Regions from separate parts of the Zea mays genome. Here region 2 is linked to region 1. The links are chromatin contacts, called in public Hi-C maps. All regions are on one chromosome and are shown on one strand. Each heading gives the region's core, a stretch centred on a gene start, on an enhancer-like site or on the middle of the called end of the contact. The rest is flanking DNA. Distances are from core to core; before and after follow the strand shown. Region 1 holds the start of LOC100501315. Region 2 holds the start of LOC103638457.

What was found. A called contact is a pair of places that touch in the nucleus more often than the background predicts.
Region 2: a Hi-C map of ear shows a contact between it and region 1, with 6 times the contacts expected there. The contact joins the promoter of LOC103638457 here to the promoter of LOC100501315 in region 1. A contact is called at or near these places in 2 of 25 Hi-C or Micro-C datasets (ear and leaf).

Annotation. Positions count from the first base shown.
Region 1 is chr9:74,122,888-74,126,885 of Zm-B73-REFERENCE-NAM-5.0, reverse strand. It overlaps LOC100501315, which reads right to left and starts at 1,565. Exons shown (of 11, transcript NM_001196066.1): 1 at 1,346-1,565; 2 at 1,187-1,250; 3 at 1,024-1,082; 4 at 854-929; 5 at 649-731; 6 at 479-558; 7 at 130-391; 8 at 1-56. The coding sequence starts at 1,510.
Region 2 is chr9:74,423,618-74,427,593 of Zm-B73-REFERENCE-NAM-5.0, reverse strand. It overlaps LOC103638457, which reads right to left and starts at 1,614. Exons shown (of 6, transcript NM_001369853.1): 1 at 1,460-1,614; 2 at 937-1,013.

The DNA of each region.
Region 1 (3,998 bases), core at 316-2,815:
GCTGGCTCATACCACCAGGCCAGCAACGTCAGTCCAATCCGTCCTCCTTGCTCGCCCTGCTAGTACACAGTTGATGTAATGCAGTTGCAGTGCATGGATATCGATCGATCGATCGACCGACCGACCGACCTGGTACTTGCGTCTGTAGAGGGACACAGCCGACGCATGCGCGAGCAGGAGGTGGTGGGCGACGGCGTACGGCTCCGTCGTGGAGTTGCCGTGGGTGCAGGTGACGCCCAGTCCAAACGGGTAGGAGCAGCGGCGCGGCGGGAGGTAGCCTTGGTCGTAGCCGCCGATGGGCTCGATGTTGGGCTCGTTCACCGTGATCCAGTGCTTCACCCTGTCGCCGAAGCTCCGGAAGCACACGTCTGCGTAAGCGGTAAAATCATCGCTGCGTACGGTACGCACGGCGGTCAGGGGGATCCATTCATGCCATGGCCATCTGCACATGCATGTGTGTGTACACTACACTACATACATGATTCTCGGACTGAGCAGGCCGTTGTATTCATCCTGGAGAGCCTGGGGAAGGTCGAAGTGATAGATGGTCACGTGCGGCTGTATTCCTGCCACACGTTAATTACACGCGCGGAAATAAAACCATTCGGAATCAGGCGCCGTTAATTAACGTTGCAATTAATGAAGTACCAAATGACGACCATATCTGAGGAGCTCATCTATGAGGCTGTTGTAGTACTCCAACCCCTTTGGGTTCACAGCTCCACGCCCATCTACAAACACGTGGCATATCATCAGACATGCGAAAACAATACGATAGGATGGCTAAGTACACTGATAAACAGAGGGAAAAAAAGATCCTCTCCTCTGTGTCTAGGACTCTACTAGCTAGCACCTGGAATAAGCCTTGACCAGGCAATCGAGAACCTGTACGCGTCCAAGCCCATGTCATGCATTAGCTTCACATCTTCCTGAAAATCGTCAGTCCAGCTAGCACATGACTGACTACGGATTCGTAAGCAATCAGTATATATAATCGAACTTAAAAGGAAATGCTGGCCATGCCTTGTAATGGTGATACTGGTCCGCAGCCACATCTCCAGTATCACGGTCAATCGAATATCCTACACAACGCAAGCACAAAAACCAGACGATACAGGACTTGGATTTCCAAACCATATGGAGCTGAGCGAGAGAAATGGGAGGAGCTACTAGCTCGCTCGCTGACCACTGTGCGTGTATGTGTCCCAGATGCTGGGCTTCTTCCCGTCCTCTGCCCATGCGCCTTCGATCTGCACAAACCAGACGATTCATCTCAACACCACCTACCTGCCTCTCTGCCTCGCGCGCCACTCACTGCCCGTAGCCCACACTGCTCCTATCCTACCTGGTAAGCCGATGCGCCGGCGCCGAAGACGAACCCCTCCGGGAAATCACCCCTGGTAATCGCCGCCGCAGAGACGTGCTTCCACAGCAGGGCGGCGAGGAGCAGCAGAGAAACCGAGAGCACGCGCGGGCAACAACCATCGCCGCGTGGTCGCAGCAGCTCCATTACAAAAGAATTCTCCCCTGATCGGCTAGCAGCTTCGTCTCCCCAGCGAAGTGTGAGGCTACGGTGGGTGTACTGACCAGGCTAATATAAGTGCGCTGCCGCAACGCACGTCACACGTACGGCGTACCGACCGACACGTCTCGCTTTCAAGCTGCCGCATTGGTCTCTTTCTCTTTCTTGGACGCTCGTCACCGCATACGCGCGGCGCGCGCGCATCGACGACATGTGAGTATGTGACTCAGCGTCACCGTGCCTCTTCCAGACGCAATGAGTGCGCTGACGCCATACCGTCTAGAAAAAAGCGCTCCCACCTTCGCATCGATCGACACGGGTTCCAGTAGGACCACGCATGGATTCTGTAGGCTGCCCTGCTCTACCACGAACGGCAAACTGACAAATTTTTATCCTATCGAATCATCAATATATCTATATGTAATATAATATTCTCTCTGTCATGATTTATAATTTATTTAATTTTTATTAAATTTAACCTACTCATCTTATTCAACCTTTTTTAGAAATATAGGAAATTCAAAATCATACTTACGCCCTGTTTCAATCTCACGGGATAAACTTTAGCTTTTGCTAAACTTTAGCAATATAAATTAAAGTGCTAAAGTTTAGCTTTTTTAGTGTTTAGACTACTCTAATAAAGTTTAGCACATTGGAATAAAAAGACATCCATACCCCTAATGCGGAGAGAGAGAGAATAGGGTTGGAGGGTATGGGTGGAAAATGAGGTTCCATGGCCCACGTTTAACTCCTTTTAGCACTCCTTGAACATTTTATGAGATAATATATACTAAATTTTATCGCACCACAGTTAGCTCTCTTGTTTAGATCATCAAATAGCTAAAAGTAGCTAAAAACTGCTAAAGTTTATCTCGTGAGTTTCAAACAGGGCCTTATATATTATATACAAAATGATTACAAAGTAAAAATTAATAACAGCAGTAAAGTTTTCGAATAATACGAGTCGGTTACTTAAAGAAAAAAATTAAACCAATTACAAGTGAACGTTTGATAGAGCTCCTACAACTCCATTCGTTACGAGAATGACTCCTAGCTAAACGATAAAAAACTGAACTACAAGTAAATCTAGTCTCCATTTTATATTAGAAAGTAGGAGCCAAAAAATCTGCTTCCCACCACTCTTAACCTACTCCCCACTCTTTAACCCCTCAGAAATCACTTCACAGCCTATTTGCCAAACGATTTTCGGCAAATAGATTCATTTCCAGTAGAGAATCACTCAGAATCACCCTATTCTCTACTACTTATTAAGGTTGTAAGGGTAGCATACCTCTATCTGGTTCTGCCTACTCTCAATCTGCACCGTTCGTTTTGCCCACGCCTCCATTTTCGTGTATCATCCGTCCATCTCGCGTCCTCTTGCCAGTGGGAGCAGGTAGCTCTCGCTCGTCCGTCTGCAGCCGCTGCCTCCCCACATCCCCCACGCGAGCTACCCCCGCGTTCACTCCGTGCGTCGGCCTCCCCATGCGCAACCGTCCCGCCCACACTCCCCGTGCGCAACCGCCCCACCTCCGTGTGTTCCCTCCCCATGCGGGATCACCCTCCATCACCGACGTGACCTATCTCCGCCTCACCTCCTCCCCCTGCCTCCACCGCCCCTCCCCCGACGTCGTCATCACTACCGCGCCACTCGCTCCCGCAGGATCTAGATCCGGTGGACGTAGCTCTGGGGCCTCGGCGCAGGCAGCCTGGGAACGCGTAGCGCAGCATGGTCGGCCTCGGCGCACGGCGGTTGTGGAGGCGTGTGACCCCATAAGGATCATCCACCCACGCGATCTCGGTCCAGTGCGCACTCTACGACGACTGCCAAGAAGTGTGACATCTTGCTCCTCTGCTCCCCTCCATCGCGCCTTTCTCGAGCCTCCCCACAACCCGCATCTGAGCCGCACAGCCTACGGCAGTGGTGAAATGTCGAAGCTAGACTGCATCTTCTTCAAGTCGAACCCACCCCTTACCTCTCGCCCCTTTCTTATAGTTCCTTGCGAGAGTGAGATTTATCATTATTTAGTTCTTCATGTCTTGCACGAGCTAGACATGGGGGAGCTCTAGATCGAGGAAGTCGATGACGCTGGACATGGATGAGGCTAGGAGAGATCGGGACAAGACAACAACATCGGAGGATCTTGGGGTCGCCACTAAGGTCAGGTGAACAGTACCTCTGTCCCTGCCAATCTACTGTCTCCTTTCTGTTATTGTTTTGTGATTAGGTCACTGTTTGGGGATAGGGGGAGTAATTACTATGCCCTGGCCTTTGATTATGTTTCAGCGTTCTCAATTTCTCTAGCAATACCAAACACTACCATCAGCGCTAGCATCCTGCTAATTGCTCTAACGAGATGTGTGAAAGGATCTATGGGATTCCGTCATCAATTACTCTACAAATGTATCTATTATGAAAATCAGTACATAAACTTTAGAACAATAGTACATAGAACTATAAATATTATGTTTGAAA
Region 2 (3,976 bases), core at 365-2,864, 300 kb before region 1:
AGAACTTTCCGGAAGGTACTTCAAACTTTCCTATAGAATTGGTCATTACAGATCTGAGAACCATTGAATCTGTTGCTGATCCTTCCCATCCAGCTGACAAATAAGTGACTTTGAGATCAAAATCACAAACGAACATCACATTTTGACTAAGTGTCCCTTTTCTATTCCTGAATGGTGCAGCTTGATTAGGTGACATTGATATTGGAACGTGGATTCCATCTATTGAACCTAGGCAATTCTGCAAAAAAGTAAAAAAGAAATGATCTTCTAAGATCATTTAAGGTTGAGTACCTTGTAAGATTGACACATAAGAGTTAAAAGAAATCACCTTAAAGTAAGGGTAAAATCGGTTATCTTCGCGAACTTTTGCATGTACTTGATTGGAGGGAGGTTTTAGGAACCGCATGCTGAGGGCAGGGATAACTATGTCAAAGAAATGTTTGATCACACGATGGAATGTATCATTGCTGTGACCAAAGAATACTTGGAGATCCTCAAACGACGCATTGTGACTAATCATATATAAAAAGAAACCAAGCTTTTCCTCGACCTTGATTCTAGTGTCTTTAACCAACCCTTCGCTTCTAGGATAATTGACCAAGGCTTTAAAGATGTAAGGTTCCATCCTAAATGATGTCCTACAATTCTTGATGTGGCCTTCAAGTTGCTCCCTAACCTTTTCCTCTCCAGTTAGCGTTGATGTATGTCGCAACTTTTTTTCACTATCTCCAATATAGCCCAAGAGATGTAGAGTAGGGATAATTAAAAGCATGAGATCATCGTCATCATCATCCCTCCTCTTTCTAATGCGATCTCTAGTACTCATATCCATTGTAAAACTATAAGCAATATCAATGAACACAAGGAAATCAAGTTAACAAAAATAGTTACACACTTCATATAATTTTAAGACTATAAATTTTGTACACATAGCACCTTGAAAAATGGATTAGACACCGGATCTCAAGAGGGGGAAAGCTTGTCCTCGCGACTCTCACAAGAGTAGGGACAATCTGAAAATAGATACAATAATGAACACCAAACTGTTACCAAATTAAAAGACTATTACAAGAAACAAAACACATGATTTAAATCCAAACCAATAAATGCAATAAACACATGATATCAGTATAATAAACACCAAACGACAATGTGTAAAAACAATAGAAACAAGTGCCACCAAAGTGTAACGATATTCTCAAGTGGTTAATAAAACCGTTTCTCTGAAGAAATAAAAATTCAGTTGAATTTTGAACTAAAGTTAAGTTGTATGTTCACAACGATCATAAAATTACTACCTCGAATCTACGTCCCTGCAAAGCTTACAGAACACATAATATCATTTCAAAAAATATAAATAAAAATTCCAGGTAGTACAAGGTAGTATGGTTGCGAGGGAAGTCAAACCACATCTAGCTAGATCTAGCCAGCAGCACGGACGGCTCTAGCTAGGACCTACCTCCAGGCTCAGCTCCAGCGCCGGACGGAACTCCTATTGCTCACGGCGTACGATCGAGAAGCAGGGACGAGACGATGATGGCAGGACGGGAACGAGGCGGCGACGGCGAGACAGGGACGAGGCGGCGGGGGCGGCGTGCTCAGCCGCGTGAGGCGGCACGTGGATTTGTTCCAGAACAAACGAGCTAGGGTTATAATCTAGGAGTACAAGAGTAAAAAACAATCCAAGCTTCTGGGCTACAAACCATACTGGGCTTAACCGAAGGGAAAAATAAATCATCCTGGATTTTTTTTCCGGGCTTGGATTGTGGGCTGGATTGGATCCCAATCCAGATTAAACCAGGCCTGGTTTGGTATAACTGAACATGGCCTTATAGTGCTGCGTCAGTGCATCACTATGCTTTTTAATTGAATGTAACTATTAGAGTCTGAGATTGCAAACCCAGGCTGCTATATTAATAGATGAGATACACTATGCTTCTTAATTGAACGTAACTATTAGAGTTTGAGATTGCAAACCTGGGCTGCTATATTAATAGATGAGATAGTATATGGGTTGGGCCTAAACCCATTATATAACACACATGTCGAATACTTCCGTAGTTGCAACTCTAGTCATTACAAATGTCATAACTTTAGGCATTATAGATGTTGAAACAGGACTGAAATTCTGAGGACGTCATAGAGGAGAGCCCCTTGGTCAAGATGTCGTCAAGCTGTGAAGTGATTGGTATGGAGGACATGTACATCGCCGACGGTGACACACTCGCGGATGAAGTGGATGTTGATCTCTACGTGCTTCGTGCGCTGGTGTTGTATGGAAGTGGTGGAGAGGTAGACCGTGTTGACCATGTCACAATAGACGAGTGTGGCGTGCTAGGGTGCTATGGAGCTCCTAGAGCAGCTGACGAGACGCCTCGGCCACACCGTTGGCCACAACGCGATACTCGGTCTCAGTGCTGGAGTGAGAGATGACAAGCTACCGCTTTGAGGACCAGGATATGGGGTTGGCTCCCAGAAACACAGCGTAACCAAAGGTGGACCGATGCGTGTCGGGGCAGCCGACTCAATCAGCATCGGTATAGACGACTAGCTCAGAGTCAGAGAGGCCCGAAGAAGGTCGTAGTCGAGAGTGCCACGGAAGTAGCGAAGAATCAGCTTGGCAATGGCGAGGTGGGGCTCCCATAGGGTATGGAAGTGAAGGTACACCTGTTGGACTACGTAGGCAATATCAGGCCGAGTGAAGATGAGGTACAGTAAAGCCCCAATGAGGCCCCGATAGGCTATCACTTAGCCGTTTGGGGCATCGTGGTCTTTGGAGACCTTCGTCTGAGTGTCAACAGGCGTGAAGCAAGCCTTACAGTCAGATATGACGGCTCGCTCCAAAATGTCGATGGTGTACTAGCACTGGTGAAGGAAGAGGCCATGGGGCGGCGCTCCATGGTGATCCCCATGGAAATGGTGGAGAGGGCCGAGGTCCTTTATCGTGAACTCACACTACAACACGACGATCGTGCGCTAGAGGGTGGCACTGGATGTTTTGAGCATGATGTCGTCGACATGGAGAAGGAGGTAGACGGTACCGCCGTCGCACCACAGGATGAATAGGGACGTGTCTAACTTGGCCTCGATGAAGCCGAGGGAGATCAAGTAGGAGGCGAAGCGACTGTACCAGGGCCATGACACCTATTTGAGGCCATACAAAAAGTGGTTAAGCTTACACACAATACTCAGGCGAGTGGAGTCGATGAAGCCGACAGGTTGGTTGCAGTACAATCTTAGTTAGAGTGCCATGAAGGAAGGCACTCTTGGCATCCAGCTGTTGGACCGCCTAGTCTAGAGAGAGGGCATGGGAGAGGACGGTCCAAACGGTTGCGAGCTTGACAACATGACTAAAGGTCTCATTATAGTCCACTCTAGGGCGCTAAGTGTAGCCCCTAAGGACCCAACGAGCCTTGTAGCGATCCAGAGACCATCGTCCTTGAGCTTATGATGGAAGATCCACTTGCCAGTGATTATATTGGTGCTAGGGGGACAAGCGAGAGAACCATAGTGGTAGCAGCTATGAGCACTAGTTGGTCCAGTGGTTGGAGGACACCATCTTAGCGATGTGTGACCATTGGGTGGATGTGAAGGGGGTCACGATGGATGGCAACCAGATGGTGCACCGACAGCTCATCATGGGAGCGGGCTAGGGAATAAATGAAGCGACCCAATCCTTTGGGACCCAAATATGATACAATTACTAGTCCTAGGAGGCTAGTAACCACATTTATTTCATTAGATGGAACATAGTCTTTTACAATAATTATTACAATACCGAAAGCAAAGCTCAGGGGAGCTAAGGAAAAGCAGAGCGAGAACCAGCCTTAGTCACAGGCAGACTGGGTGCAGACATAACCCTCTTCTAGTTGAACAAAGCGGTAATGATGTCTCCAGCCACTAAAAACATGTAAAGCCACATGTGAATACTTTCGTATTCCGCAAGCCCATTCTAACTCATAAAGGAGAAAGAGAC